2 separate regions of the Columba livia genome follow, and region 1 is linked to region 2. A link is a contact called in public Hi-C data. All regions are on one chromosome and are shown on one strand. Each heading gives the region's core, a stretch centred on a gene start, on an enhancer-like site or on the middle of the called end of the contact. The rest is flanking DNA. Distances are from core to core; before and after follow the strand shown.

Region 1 (6,710 bases), core at 1,264-3,763, 160 kb before region 2:
GTCGTGGAGGCCGGAGTAATCCTTGAGTTCAGAGTTTGTCAGGAGCAGGGGCTGCTCCCCCTTCTTGTGCGGCAGGAGGGGCTGCCGGGTGTAATGTTCACCGTCCGGGATGTTCTCGGGCAGGTTCTGGTTCTTGCTCTCCGGCAGCAGCAGGATGCAGATGATGCAGATGAGCGTACAGCAGGCGAAGATGACGTGGTGGAGGAAGTAGCCTTTCTGGTTGTGGAGCTCCATGATGGGGGCGGTCAGGCGGCCGAAGCCCGCGCTGGCCAGGACCAGCCCCAGCCCACCTCCCCTGCAAACACAGCAGAGGTGAGAGCCCGGCCCCACAGCCCGCTCCGGCCAGCACAGCCCCATCGGCACTGCCCTGGGGAGCCCACAGTCACGACAGGCCCTCAGACCACAACCCCCACCCCGTCTGGCATGTACCTGCGCACCTGAAATCTCTAAGGCAAACCTGGTTTGCTCACAGCTTTTGTGCTGCACTGTCAATGCTTTAACATTGCTTTGCTGTTGTAGATCATTGCTGACTGTTCGCCTCAGTGTGGGGAAATGACTCTGCTCACTGAAGTATCTTTTCACACCCATATGAATGCCTCCACATAAGGAGAAGAGGTATTCCCACATGCAGTGAAGGAAAACCAGATTTTGCTTAACCTGTGAGCCTTCTTCAGCTTACACAAAACACACCAAGAAGCAGTAGGTGCAGAAGTAAATTTTTGTGGCTTTTCAGTACTTAAAAGGGGCCTATAAGAAAGATGGGGACAGACGTTTTAGCAGGGCCTGGTGCAATAGGACAAGGGGTAATGGTTTTAAACTAAAGGAGGTGAGATTCAGACTAGACACGAGAAAGAAGCTTTTTACAGTGAGCATGGTGAAACACTGGCCCAGGTTGCCCAGAGAGGTGGTAGATGCCCCATCCCTGGAGACATTCCAGGCCAGGCTGGATGGGGCTCTGAGCAACCTGATCTAGTTGAAGGTGTCCCTGCTCACTGCAGGGGGGTTGGACTAGATGGCCTTTGAAGTTCCCTTCCAACCCAAACTATTCTGTGATTCTATCTGGCATCAATCAGCAGTGGAGGCAGAAGAAGTAGAAGATAAGGACTTTACAGGCCACTGCCTCAACCCGTTATAGTAAACACCACGTGCTGAAACATTATCCCCACAAAAATTTGTGGTGGATGAAACCTCTCAACACACTGATGTTGTAATAACATGCATTTTTTCAGGAAAAGAAAAAAAAAAACACACTAAAATCACTAGTGGTCAGAATAGGATGACAAGAGCTTGGGATTAATTTCCAAGACCTTCTCTCAACTCACAGCACAAGTTGAGATAGGTCCCTCACTTCATTCTCTCTTACTCTTCTTGAGTATTCTTGCGTCACAGAAAGGGGTCATGACAAGGTTAACATTGGTCAAATGCTTAAATTGTAAATAGCTAACTATATAAAACATTCTTTATGGCACAAATGCTAATTTATTAAGTACAATGTGCTTGTATATTGAGATCATACATGCACACACATGAAAAAAAAAGAAAACACATTAAAAGCTTTAAAAAAAAAAAAAGCAAGCGTGAAAATAACTTCATCTCCCCTCAGCCACAAGCATAAATGTTGCTTATGCAAGCCAAATTCAGGGCTCTTTCCTGATGCTTGGCTATGCAAGCAACCCCTCCTGCTCATCATGGCCTCTCCAGGCCCTCTCCAGGGCAGACCATTTGCTCCTCCTGCCACAGCATCACCCTCAATTCATCGCCCCCATTTTAGCAACATCTCTGAGAGTGGCAGCTTGCCCTTGGTTTTCCAAAGGCCCTGCGCCTGCAGAGGGAGGTGTCACCATGAGCTTAATTGCTGGTACCCTGATCTCCACTACCCCACCGAGCTTGCCTGGGTATCATGATTCCTCCATTTCCTCTGGGAGATGCCATCTATTCCCAAACCCTCTGGTGACCAGATGGGCTCAGGAGCCTTTTTTCCAGGCCCAGCAGCAGAAATGCAATTATTAACAAAAACTGGATGTTACAGAAGACAACTACAGAAGGCAAATGAACCACTTTACATTAAATACTTGGGAAAAAAAAAAAAATCGACTGTTGAGCATACTAAAAAATATAGCACTATAAACCCTCAAACACCAAATTAACTCAGCCAACCACCATGTTAAAGCCAATCTTCACCAAATCCTTTAAAAAATCCACTGCTGCTTAACTGACAGCTAAAGGGCAGCAAGCACAGATTTTAAAAAAATGTTCTTGGGACACTGACTGGATCAAAAATTCATGTATGTACACTTTAATCCTCCCGACTGGCAGAGCATCTTTCACAGACAACAGTGATTTCCCCAAATACTGCAAAAAGCCCTTATTAAAAACTTGCCAGCTTTCCGATGGCAATTTAGGAACCCAGCTGAATGCGGCCATTGTGCAACTGGCCTCCCTGCAACTTCATTAATACACTCACATAAGTAATCGACACAACCAGCCCCAAATACACGGCAAATCACTCTCCAAGCTGGCTCCGGAGCAACAAAAGCCCGGCTCAATTTACATCCGTGTTTGCTACAGCTAAATTGTGTCTCAAGCCCCGAGAAGGACCTGAGGTGAGTTTTAAAAGCCGCTGTAGAAGGGTATCAAGCAAGCTGAAAGGAAACAGGAAAAGGCAACAACAAAGACGCCTCTGTCATTACGGGTCAAGCAGCTTCAGTTCTGAGGGAAAAAGAAAAGTTTTTCCATGTGACGTCAGTAATTAGAGCAAGCGTTACTTTATCCAGCACCACCAAAACCTGGCAGAAGGAGAGTTAAAAATACGTTTTGGTGTGCATCCTGGAAGATTTTTTTAATGTTTGACTATACTGCAAATATGACAATGGAAAAAAAAACCAACCAAACAAAAGCAAACTAACAACAACAAACAGATAACGGGAAATACTCTCAGGAATTTTTTGTTGTTCATGTGCATACCAGGAAAACAAGCACAAGGCAAGAGAGGCAGCACCTTCATAATTCACAGTGTTTTTCACAGGTGCCATGGGGCACCAGATGGAAACAAAAAACACATGGGGTGCTTCGGGACACGGCTCCTCAGTATGAGATTTCTCATGGCAGGGGGCTGGTGTCTGTATTTCAAACAGGCTCCGAGGTGCAGAGTGGGGCTGAGGGAGGGAGCGCCAGGGCTGCTGGCACCCACAGAGAGCCCCCACTCCTCCCCTCCCACCTCCGCCCAGCAGCAGCTGCTCTGGGGGGTTTTCCAACGGGGTTTTCCAAAAAAGCTTGCTAAGTTCACACTGCACACCTCACCCTACTTGGCAGATTTTCTTCTGGTTGATGTGGCCAATTCCTTATCTATATATCTTTCAAACAGAGATGAGGAGAAAACTAAAGATGCATAGAAACACCAAATTGACTGACACGCACATAAGTAAATAGCTGTTAAGTGTTTCAGGCTGCTGTATAATCTCCTCACTACTCACACTGTCTTTCCCTGTGGAAATAATGTTATATATAAAATACATTCACAAAGTCAGCTTGAAAGAAAAGGCCATAGATCAAGGAGACTCTGGCTGCTCAAGCTGGTAGTTGCTTTCGCAAAGGTACAGAAAAGGCATATAATTCGGAGGGGGGAAGAAAAAAAAGAATATCTTCTCCACTCTCTCTCCCTTCCACCCGTATGACCTACATTCCTGGGAAATTCCATGGAGTCAGGGCAGACTCCTGAATTGCTGTGGCACTGCTGTAAGCATAATCCAGAACACACAAGCACAACCTTTGTGCTGTGAAAGATAACAGCAAATACATAAAATGGTATAAAAACCTGACTATACAAAGACATTTTATGGGAAGCTCCCCAGCAAACATCACCTGCCTGATTCCTACTATTGCCCAGGATCAAAGTGCTGCTCTTTAGAAAAACCTTGAGCCTCTGTTAAGGCAGATATGGGTGCAAAGAGAAAGATGACTCTATCTGCAATAAAGGCAGACCCCTCACATTGGTGTTGTAGGAGAGGCAGGGTTGCAGACTCTCAGGGCACCTATACACACCAAAAGCATTTACCACTACATGTTGCAGCGCCTCCTTTCCATAGCACCCCTAAAGTTCGCCCCATTAACCTGCCCTATAGAGGAAGGAATTGCCTGCACCTATGCCCTCCTCTGCACACTCATGGAATTTTTCTTTGCGTACGAAGCCAGAGACTCACATGGTCACTGCTGGTACAAATCCAGCAGAGTAAGCGAAGCAATAACACAGTTCAACCCCACAATCTGGTTCAGCTAAGCAGTTAAGACCATACCGCACTGCAAACAAATGCATTTCATACGATGCCTGCCCTGCTGATGAGCAGCACGATGGGACACAAGGTGGAGCCATTGGAAACAAAGCCTCTCTGCCACAGACATGCAGTTACTGAGAGAGACTGACTGCAAGGACGTTAAATTTAAGAGTGGCCTGAAAATTGCTGTGAGGTCTCAATTTGTGGGGGATTTCCCATCCTGTACAATGTGTTGTTACACAGCCAGTTATCAACCAAATAAGAATTTATTCCCCATCTTTTGAAGCGGGGGGCTCCAATGTCTCACCTGATTACTGTGGGCGTGATTTCAGCACAGAAGAACACACTGAGGCTTCCAACAGCATGCGAAGAAAACATACCCACGATGGAAAATGCAGTAGAGAATTTGTCTTTGACGCTGTCACTCATACCTGTCAAGACAAGTGTGTTCATAAGAAGTGCAAATGAGGCCAGACTTCCAAGGAAGAAAACAAGAAAACACGTTTATGTTACTCATTCTCCCTAGAAAAGAATGAGTCATTTTTGTAATGCTAATTTTAAACTGGTATTTATAAAGCCCATTCCTCAAGCACGTGAGACACAAACATATGTGAAAAAAACCATAATGCCACGCCAAAAATGACAGTGTTCTCTGAATTATTTATGCCCAGCCACCACAAAAAGGTAAAACCCAAGAAAAAACACATATTTGGGCAGCCTTTTAGGCACCAGCCACTTCCCTCCCACATATGACAGGCAAGTGGAGGCAGGCAGTGTTCATCAAGTTGCCAAACATGTGATACAACTTGGTGGCTTTGGCACTGGAGAGGCTCACAGGACTAGAAGTGAAAGAAAAAAGTTCTCCCATCTCTGTGCTAAGTCCCTGCATGTGACCAGTCTGCAGCCTCTGTCATAACCCCCAGCTTGACAGCCTTTGCCTGACAACTCTGGGTGAGAAAAGCTGATGACGGGGGGGACAGTGAAGCACTCCCCTAGGTCACCATGCCCAGCAAGGCTGTTTATCACTTCACAGCTGGATGGCAGCAAGGTATCAGAGAGTAAAGAGTATCTATTAAGCATGGGGATAAACCCCTGTAAATCTAAACAAAGCTAAAGGAAATTGTCTCCTGGCCACAACTATGAAATATCCCTTGCTTGATCCCTGCTCACCACCTTTTGCAGGCAGGGGCAGGGTATCTGATCCAGGGTTGCACAAGCTCACGTGGTCCTTCCAGGCCAGTGAGAAGGTTGTGGTGTTTGCAGAGACTATTGTGCCATATGAAGGGAACACATTGTGCCTGATAGGAATGCTGGGGAAATGACGGGAGCTTTGCAGCGAACCTCCCCCACCTTCCTGCGGCCAAGTCCCAAGATCTGCCTGGAGAATGTGCTGCTCATCAGCATACAGTCCCAAGCAGGTGGACTCTCTGAATTGGATACAATGAAAAGTGACACCTGTTTTTATTCTTGCTGAATGTATCTGCTGTCAGGAGAGCAAGAGGTATTCATGGGCTTTTAGGTTACAACTACCACAGATGTTCTACAGCCAGTTCAGGTCTAAGCCCTTTCTACAATGCAACCCAAGTCTGAAGCAGAGAGCAAATGTTGCCAGCATGTAGGGATGGGAGCACAGCACCTTGCAAACTACAGATGTCTGGGGCTCCCTGGCAACTCTTGCATAGGCGGTGAGGCTGCATCACTGACCTCACAGAAGTTGTGACTGCTCAGCAGAACCAACCTTGGAAAAGCTGGGCAAGGACAGGTCTGTTATATCAAATATAGAAGAGTAAACTTTCTTCCCTTGTAGCCTGTCACTGCATTGTTATTACAGTACTTCAGGCTGGGATAAGGTGCCTGGGGAAGTATTTTCTAAGGTGCCTAACTCTCCTTATCAGAAGAGACTTTAGCATCTCAGACCTTTACGGAAAAGTGGCAACGTTGCTTCTGAGAATGAGACTTTTGGAGAAAGCACTGGCCTATATCTAAAAATAAACTTCAGGGGACCTCCACACCCTCTCCTGACAGGCAGAGGCAAGTCAGACTATAAGGAGGAGATGCTACACTGAGACACTGCAACTAAACAAACAGGCCTGACTATGAGCCCGGTCCCCAGGCATTGCATAGAAGGGGGCTTTCCCCCCGCACCCCTCTGCAGTGGCAACTCTGCTCTGGGGGCTTTGGCCCCAGCCTTTTGCATGCACCCACTCCCAGAGGAGTGCTTTGGGCTTGATGCAGACCTATCTGTAAACCATACCTGAGTCTGGAAGTTGACTGTATTTTCCAATCACTGAATCCAAGATCACAGAAGTTAGAGTGAGATAAAAATAAGAGAGAAAGGGAGAGAAAATAAAAACACACTGTTATTACATATGCAATTTATCCAAAGGAAAAAGAAATTAAAAAAGAAAAAAAGGTAAATCCCACATACCCTGCAGCCCC
Region 2 (6,799 bases), core at 2,144-4,643:
TAGGTACCTGCTTACCGAGCCACAGGGTCAGAAAAACCACAATATAAAGTGGCAGATAGAACTTGTCAGGGCTTATCAACTTGGGAAAGGTTTCACTGTTTCTCTTGGGCATAAATACTCTGCACTTCTTAGAGGCTAGTTTTAATGGTATAAGCAGCAGCAAGGAGAAGGGGAGACAAGACATTTGCTGCCATTATTGTCTCAATAAAATTCTCTAAATAGCTGACACTTTCACAGCTGGGCTGTGGGGTTTTTTACCTTGACTGAAATCAAAGAGAAAAGCTGTATTTAGAGAGAACCTACACAAAAGGACTAGGAGGAACATGCATGTCTGGTTACGGGTGCAATCTCACAAACACCATCTTTGCATGAGTGGGCTGGCTCATTATTGCCTGATGGCAGTTTAGTCTACATTTGATTCTCCCTAGATCAGTTTCCATAACATCAAGCCACAGCTGGCACTAAGTGGCACCTTTGCTGTTCAGAAAAGAGAAGCAGTGAATAGAGATGCGAAGAGGCAGAACAGGTTCCAGCAGAGGGGAACCCCCAGTCCTATTTTGTCCCCATCAGGGGTCCCCTGGATTTAATTGGACTCTGCATTTTAGACAATACTTGATTAAAAAAATAATTTATTAAAAAAAAAAAAAGCAGAGACTGGTTTCTACTACTACCTGTACTGACATCATATCCAAGCTTAACTTTTAAAGTGTTAGAGAGAAACAGTACTGATTTATCCACAAATGATACATTTCCTTTGTGAAGTGTAAAGAAGGCAGCTAATTAGAAAGCCAAGAAATTAAAAGTACTATGGAAGTATTATGTGCTTTTTTTTTTTTTTTTAAATATTACCAGAACAACAGGAAGCTACATAACCAGGAAAGGATACCTGATTCAAACATAACCTTCAGTTTTAGTCTTTTTAAGAAGTTATTCCTATTATATGAAGCCTAAAAAGAGTTTTGAATATAAGAATTTAAAGGAGACTTCTCACTCTCTATTACTGCCAACCAAGACAAGTCACAGCTATAGCACAAAAAAATGAAAAGTATTTTAGGAAAAAATTAGCTTGATGTTCAGAAATGCAAAGTAGGAGGCTGGGGCTCCACCACATACTGGCCTCTTGCCTCAAACATGGTCTCTGCGTATTATCAGTAAAGATCTCTTTCCCAGCTCTCAAACTACATCCTGTATCACTTATTGCTAATGAATCCCTGAGGGATTTAGATATTTAATATTGCAACATGAGAAGATGTCTTAGAAGCAAAAAAAATTAAAGCAAGGGCACCTAGGCTTTAACTGAAGAATTAATCACAACGGGCCAGATTCCCTCTGAGTCACAGCAAGAAAATAGAAGTGAGAAATGGGTCCAAGAGTTTACCAGAAGAAGTTTCCAGGCTAGCAGGAGATTTACCACTAATCAGTTGTTGGATATAGATATAACTAGATTGGTAAGTTACAACTTACAGCTCCTACAATACATGCAGCAACAGAGATTTTACTGGTAGAACTCACCTTTGTTCTGCTGCTGACAAAACACCACAAAGCCAAACTGACAAAAAGTGACTGCTACAGGGTCTTCTGCCAATATTAAAGTATCATATATAAAAAAAAAAAGTTGCCACTTTGCATAGTGTTATTGTCTGGGTAACAAATCCACACGTCAATGGAACAGCTCTAAATAGCATGAGCAGGCAAGACCTCAGAGGGCAATTCAAGATTGACCCTCTGCAGAAAGGCAGTATATATTGCTTTTGTAACACCTGAACTGCCCGCAAGTTCTCTTTGGGCTCCATGACTGGCGCTTGAGAAGATAAAAAGGCATCACTTTTGCACCCCATGTGAAGGTGCGGTCCACCTGCCTGGAGTAGCACTGACATGACACAATAGCTGACATATTAAGGACAACTACAGTTTTTGCATTCAGAGACACAGATTTATAGTCAGAATACAGATGCCATCATTATCTGCTTTTCTTTGACTTCCTGAAGAAGTACAAGTTTAAACAGTATTAGGACGAGGGCCTGTCACACCATGTTTTCTCTGAAGTTATCGTTCTGAAGTACATGTTGCAATGTCAAGACAGAAATAAGTTTAGCAGCACTTTACCCAGTCAATAGAACAGGGCACCATAGAAGAAGGTTAACAACAGAAAAAACAAACAAACAAACAAACAAAAAAACCAACCCAACAGACAGCCCAACTAACAGATGAGACAGAAAACTGATCCAGAACAGAGTAGGGGAAATGTTGTAGTAGGAGTCCACAAAGCTTTGGGAATGGTAAGTTGTCCTTGTGTTCCCATTCCCACAGGACAATGTGGAACAGTTTACATGCAAGGCAAGGGGCATCTTCATGTGTCACAGTTATTAACTTGAGGTCCTTAAATCTGCAAGGTGCATCAGGCTATCTTTTAGTCACAAGGATAGTCACTGATAATTATAGAACATGAGCAGGTAGTGCCTGTTTCTCTTAAGCCCCACAGCAGCCTTGATCTCAGATCAGTTTCCATCAGTCAAATCAGTGTCAGATGACATACTAGATTTATACCATCTGTAGCAGAGTTCCCCATCTGCCTTGCTGGCTCTAAGAGCATATGACAAACTCTGGAGTTGGGATCTAATTTAACAGGAGCACACAAGAGCAGGAAAAAGTAGAACTTCAACAAAGCATCTAGTGGAGCAGAGCTTCCTCTCCTGCCTGTGGATGCTAGCAAATAACAATGACCACATTTCAGCTAATAACTACCAGGTGCCCCAGGCCACCAGAATCACACTACCCAGAACAAAGATACCAGGTGTTTCCACAGTATCAGGCAGCTGCTCCACCTACTGGATTAAGCCTATAGCTAAAGCAGCTTAGCTGTACTCATGCATCGTGAACAGCCTTTGGTCTCAGTCAGTCATAACTATGAATAACTTTAATAGGCCTCGGGGAGGTCATGAATACTATGGAGGTCTTAGTGTGGTGAGTGAGTTGAGTCATTAGAATGGGAAACAAGGAGGAAAAAATGGTAAGGCCACAGGCAGTCTGGCTGGTCTCCAATTACACTGTCCAGTCAGGCGCTTGAAAGTTAATTTGTGAAGTAATATGACCAAAGTCAAACCATAAATGAAGTTCCTCAAAATACATAAACAAATTAGCATTGATGCTGCTGTTTCTAGGTTTCTAGGGTACACAGGATGTCAAGTGACTGATGATGCATACAGAGAGCCTTGCAACAAAGGATCAGTATTCACAGAAACAGAGTGCATCATGGAGCTTTGCTTTTGACACAGCTGAATGCCAATGTGTTCGGTCTTCCACACTGATAGACACAGCAAGGAGAGACAAAAAATTCTGTATCATTCAACACCTTGTGAGGTCCTTTTTATCAAGGTGAAATAGAAGGATTTTTTTTTTTAGTATATACTTACTTTGCACAGCTTTAAGCAGCTGCACAGAGAAACAATATAAAAAGCTTTCACCTTAACTGCCATTGAAAATAATAATAAAAAAATAATTAAAAAAAAAAGAATCAGGAAAAGACAGAGATACCTTACTTCAAAATGACCACTCTACTTGCGTACTGGGTAGGATAATTAAGATGATATACACTGAGGAGTTTTGCTTTAATTTCTTTCTTTTCCTTTCAGGGCAGATAACATTTCTTCCTATAAAACCTTAAAAAACCCTGAAGTGTGATAGGAATGGAAGTTGGGACAAAGCAGACTAGTAATGAGAAAATTATGTCAGGGTAAAGTGCATCTGATACAGAGTCATAACTTCTTCATCAGTTGAGACAATCTCCTCTATAAAAAAACCCACTATGTACACCACAGTTACTGGTGTGTACAAAAGTTATGAGTCAACATCACACAAAAAGATTTCTTGTTGAGGAGGATCTTGTTTTGTGAAACAAGGACTAAAACTCATGTTTTATTCCCAACTGCAATGGATAAACTTTGTGTGACATTGAGTTTACTGTCATTTCCCCATCTGTGTGATGGTTATTATATTTCAAATACAATGCTTGTACCACAGCGAGATCAGTTGCATTCTGAGATAGAAGTTTCTGCATAAGCATAAAATATTGCTATTCTTAAAATTATTTACAGAACCTGAAAAGCAGATTATCACCTTTATCCACCAATATACATTTCTTATCACAAGAGATGTCACTGGGAGGAATTGTCACAGTAGGAAAGAAAAAACAAAAGTGTGACCTATCCTAAAAATCGCTATGATGGGAACTATCTTTTGGATCTTGGATATCAGTGCCACCGTTCCTTCCCATCTGCTGTTTCCCCTGTGTGTTGGGATCTGCTAAGTACAATCAGCTCCTGTCCTCATTTATGCTCCCTGGGTTAGAAGCTGGGACAAAGGACTAAAGGCAGATGTAGGTCTTTCCTTCCAGATTTCTGCTTTGGCAATTTGGAAACACAACTGCTCATGAGCCACAAGGGGCTTGTGCTGGCTGTCTGCATCTGCATCCTCATTCCTATCCCCTGAATCATGGTGGGATCAATAAGATTAGCCAAGAGGACTCCATGAGATGACTCACGAAGTACACATACCTGTGTAGGAAACAATTATTTTGCAAATATAATAGGCCCAGGCAGGATCTCTCAGCAAAGTGTATTTTAATAATGATTTTGCAAGACCAGGAGTTCTACCTAAAGGTAGGCACACCTAATAGGGCAAAAAGCCCCTGCATATATCACCGCCAAAATCCTGGCTGCAATTTCTCTCCTCTGTTCCCCATTGGTTGGGTACTTCAGGATTTACAGACTACCCTGGTGCATACAATACACTTTCCCTTATCAGTCTCTTTAAGATATGGATGCCTGGTACTCTGGCTGTACTTCCCCTAAATTAACTTGTAAATGCAGGTATCAGTGTGTATGCAGGTATCAGTATATATTCCAGGAAAAGACTGTGTTTTACATTAAGGATTCATAGTCTGGTATCTCTTGGTCATTCCCCCATGCTGGGGTCAGGTGCCAGGTCCTCAGTTATGTAAAAACAACAGTTCTTCATTAAATGTTCCTTACACCTGCAGGGGTGCAAAGCCATGCACCTCACCCTGTTTTCCTCATCGCTTTTAATCTTGTCCTTCTGCACCATTTTTCACTCAGTTTTAGTATTTTCTTATTGTGTCTGGTTCAAGCAGACTGCAAATGTAAGCACTCCACGTGTGGTTGTGGATCTCTGAGCTATGATAATAGACAACTGTAAGAATCTGACTGTAGCACAACCTTTTCTCTGCAAGCTAAAACTCTCCTAAACCAGCCTAGCTAAGTACAGTTTGGAGCACTAAGCCACAAACCCAAGTCAAACCAAAATACTCAATATTGAATGTTAAATGTCCTAGCAGATTTTACTCCTACTGCCTCATAATGATTGGCAGAAACGTCTATCAGAAGATATTTGAGAGATAGCTATGTCAAAACATAGAGGTGACACATGCACAAAGCCTTTCTTGATATAAATAGGATGTCATTACATTTCTTTTTTACATGCAATGATAAATACCACTTAAGATTATTAACTTTGCTGTACCACCAGTCATATAGGAGAAAAATCGAGGGCATTTCCACTTAAAATACAAGATGTTGCTGGTGTTTTGTAGCCAGGGATTGCTTTGTATTTCTCATGGATTTCATAATTAAAGTAAGAAGATAAAGGACTATCCTTTGAGGCTTGCAAGCTCTTAATGAGCTTGCTTCTGTGATGAGAATTAGCGTAGCCTGATGCCTTTCTTGAACAAACAGTCTCTGTCTGTGCAATGTGTACACAGCTCAGTGAATTTGCTGAGGGTGAACTGAGAGTACATCATACTGCTTCCCACCTTCTACACTAACTCCTCAAAAACTAATGCCCACCCTGTCTTCTGTTAAGTTAGGAAAAAGGTCCAGGCCAACAGACTAGGGTGATAAGTAAGGTATTTTTCACTTACTGCACTGAAGTTAATACTGCTCATGCAGATGGTTTAACTGAAAAACAAAACACACACACACACATCCCACAAATAAACAACACAAGCACCAAAAGAAAAACAAAAGATCAAAATTCCTCAAACCCCTACAACACAGGCAGAATGAAGATGAACTACCCAGGTTCTCACTTATTCATTCCCTGACCCAAGAGAAATTAATCTTTCTGCCCAATCCATCACTGATCTCTCTGCTAAAGGGGCTATCAAAAGTGCCAGATAGTGCTGATCACTGCATGATAGAGGTGTCTCATGATCTAAAGAGTTTATGGGATTTTGTGCTGGCTGAGGAAACAGCAAGCTCAGATTCAGGCACACAGGCAGTGTTGTGAAGTGCAAGCCTGAGGTGCAGGACTCAGGCCCATGGAGCCATACTTTGGGTCTTCCCATGTTGTGCTGAGTGCAGACAGACCACATCTGGGACTGGTACACAGGCCAGGCTTAGCAGAGCCCACCCTAAGTGCTTGCATCTGGTTGAGGAGGTTGGTTTCTCTTTGCAAACAGATGGTTTTGTGCCCATTAAACCACACCTTGTTTATAATTGCATGAGTTAGTGAACAGGTGTTCTCTTTACCATCAATATTCAAGATGATGTTTTGAACCCCATGCATCTGGATGCCTAAGGAATGCTATCTGAGCTACCATCTCCATAGATGCTACAAACTGTGATCTATGCTCTCACTGCCACCTGCTTAAAACATTTGCTTACCTTTTCCGCCCATACAGAGCAGGATCATTGAGGTTATATTTCTCTTCCTTAACACTGAGTGGAAGCTTTCTTTGAAAGACTTATCTTTCAGAGATAACAATACCATAATGTGTGTGACA

What was found. A called contact is a pair of places that touch in the nucleus more often than the background predicts.
Region 1: a contact with region 2 is called in a Hi-C map of crop, with 2.3 times the contacts expected there. The contact joins two enhancer-like sites. A contact is called at or near these places in 2 of 2 Hi-C or Micro-C datasets (crop and liver).

Annotation. Positions count from the first base shown.
Region 1 is chr2:73,563,109-73,569,818 of bColLiv1.pat.W.v2, reverse strand. It overlaps SLC22A23 (solute carrier family 22 member 23), which reads right to left. Exons shown (of 10, transcript XM_065052507.1): 8 at 6,526-6,558; 9 at 4,579-4,702; 10 at 1-295. Among named protein-coding and RNA genes, the nearest start is that of PSMG4, 16 kb to the left of the region's middle. Within about 2 kb of position 2,513, at least 3 of the 3 cell types and tissues checked have an H3K27ac peak away from gene starts, as active enhancers do.
Region 2 is chr2:73,405,530-73,412,328 of bColLiv1.pat.W.v2, reverse strand. The region is part of intron 1 of LOC110361895 (a long non-coding RNA gene); the gene reads right to left. Among named protein-coding and RNA genes, the nearest start is that of SLC22A23, 48 kb to the left of the region's middle. Within about 2 kb of position 3,393, at least 1 of the 3 cell types and tissues checked has an H3K27ac peak away from gene starts, as active enhancers do.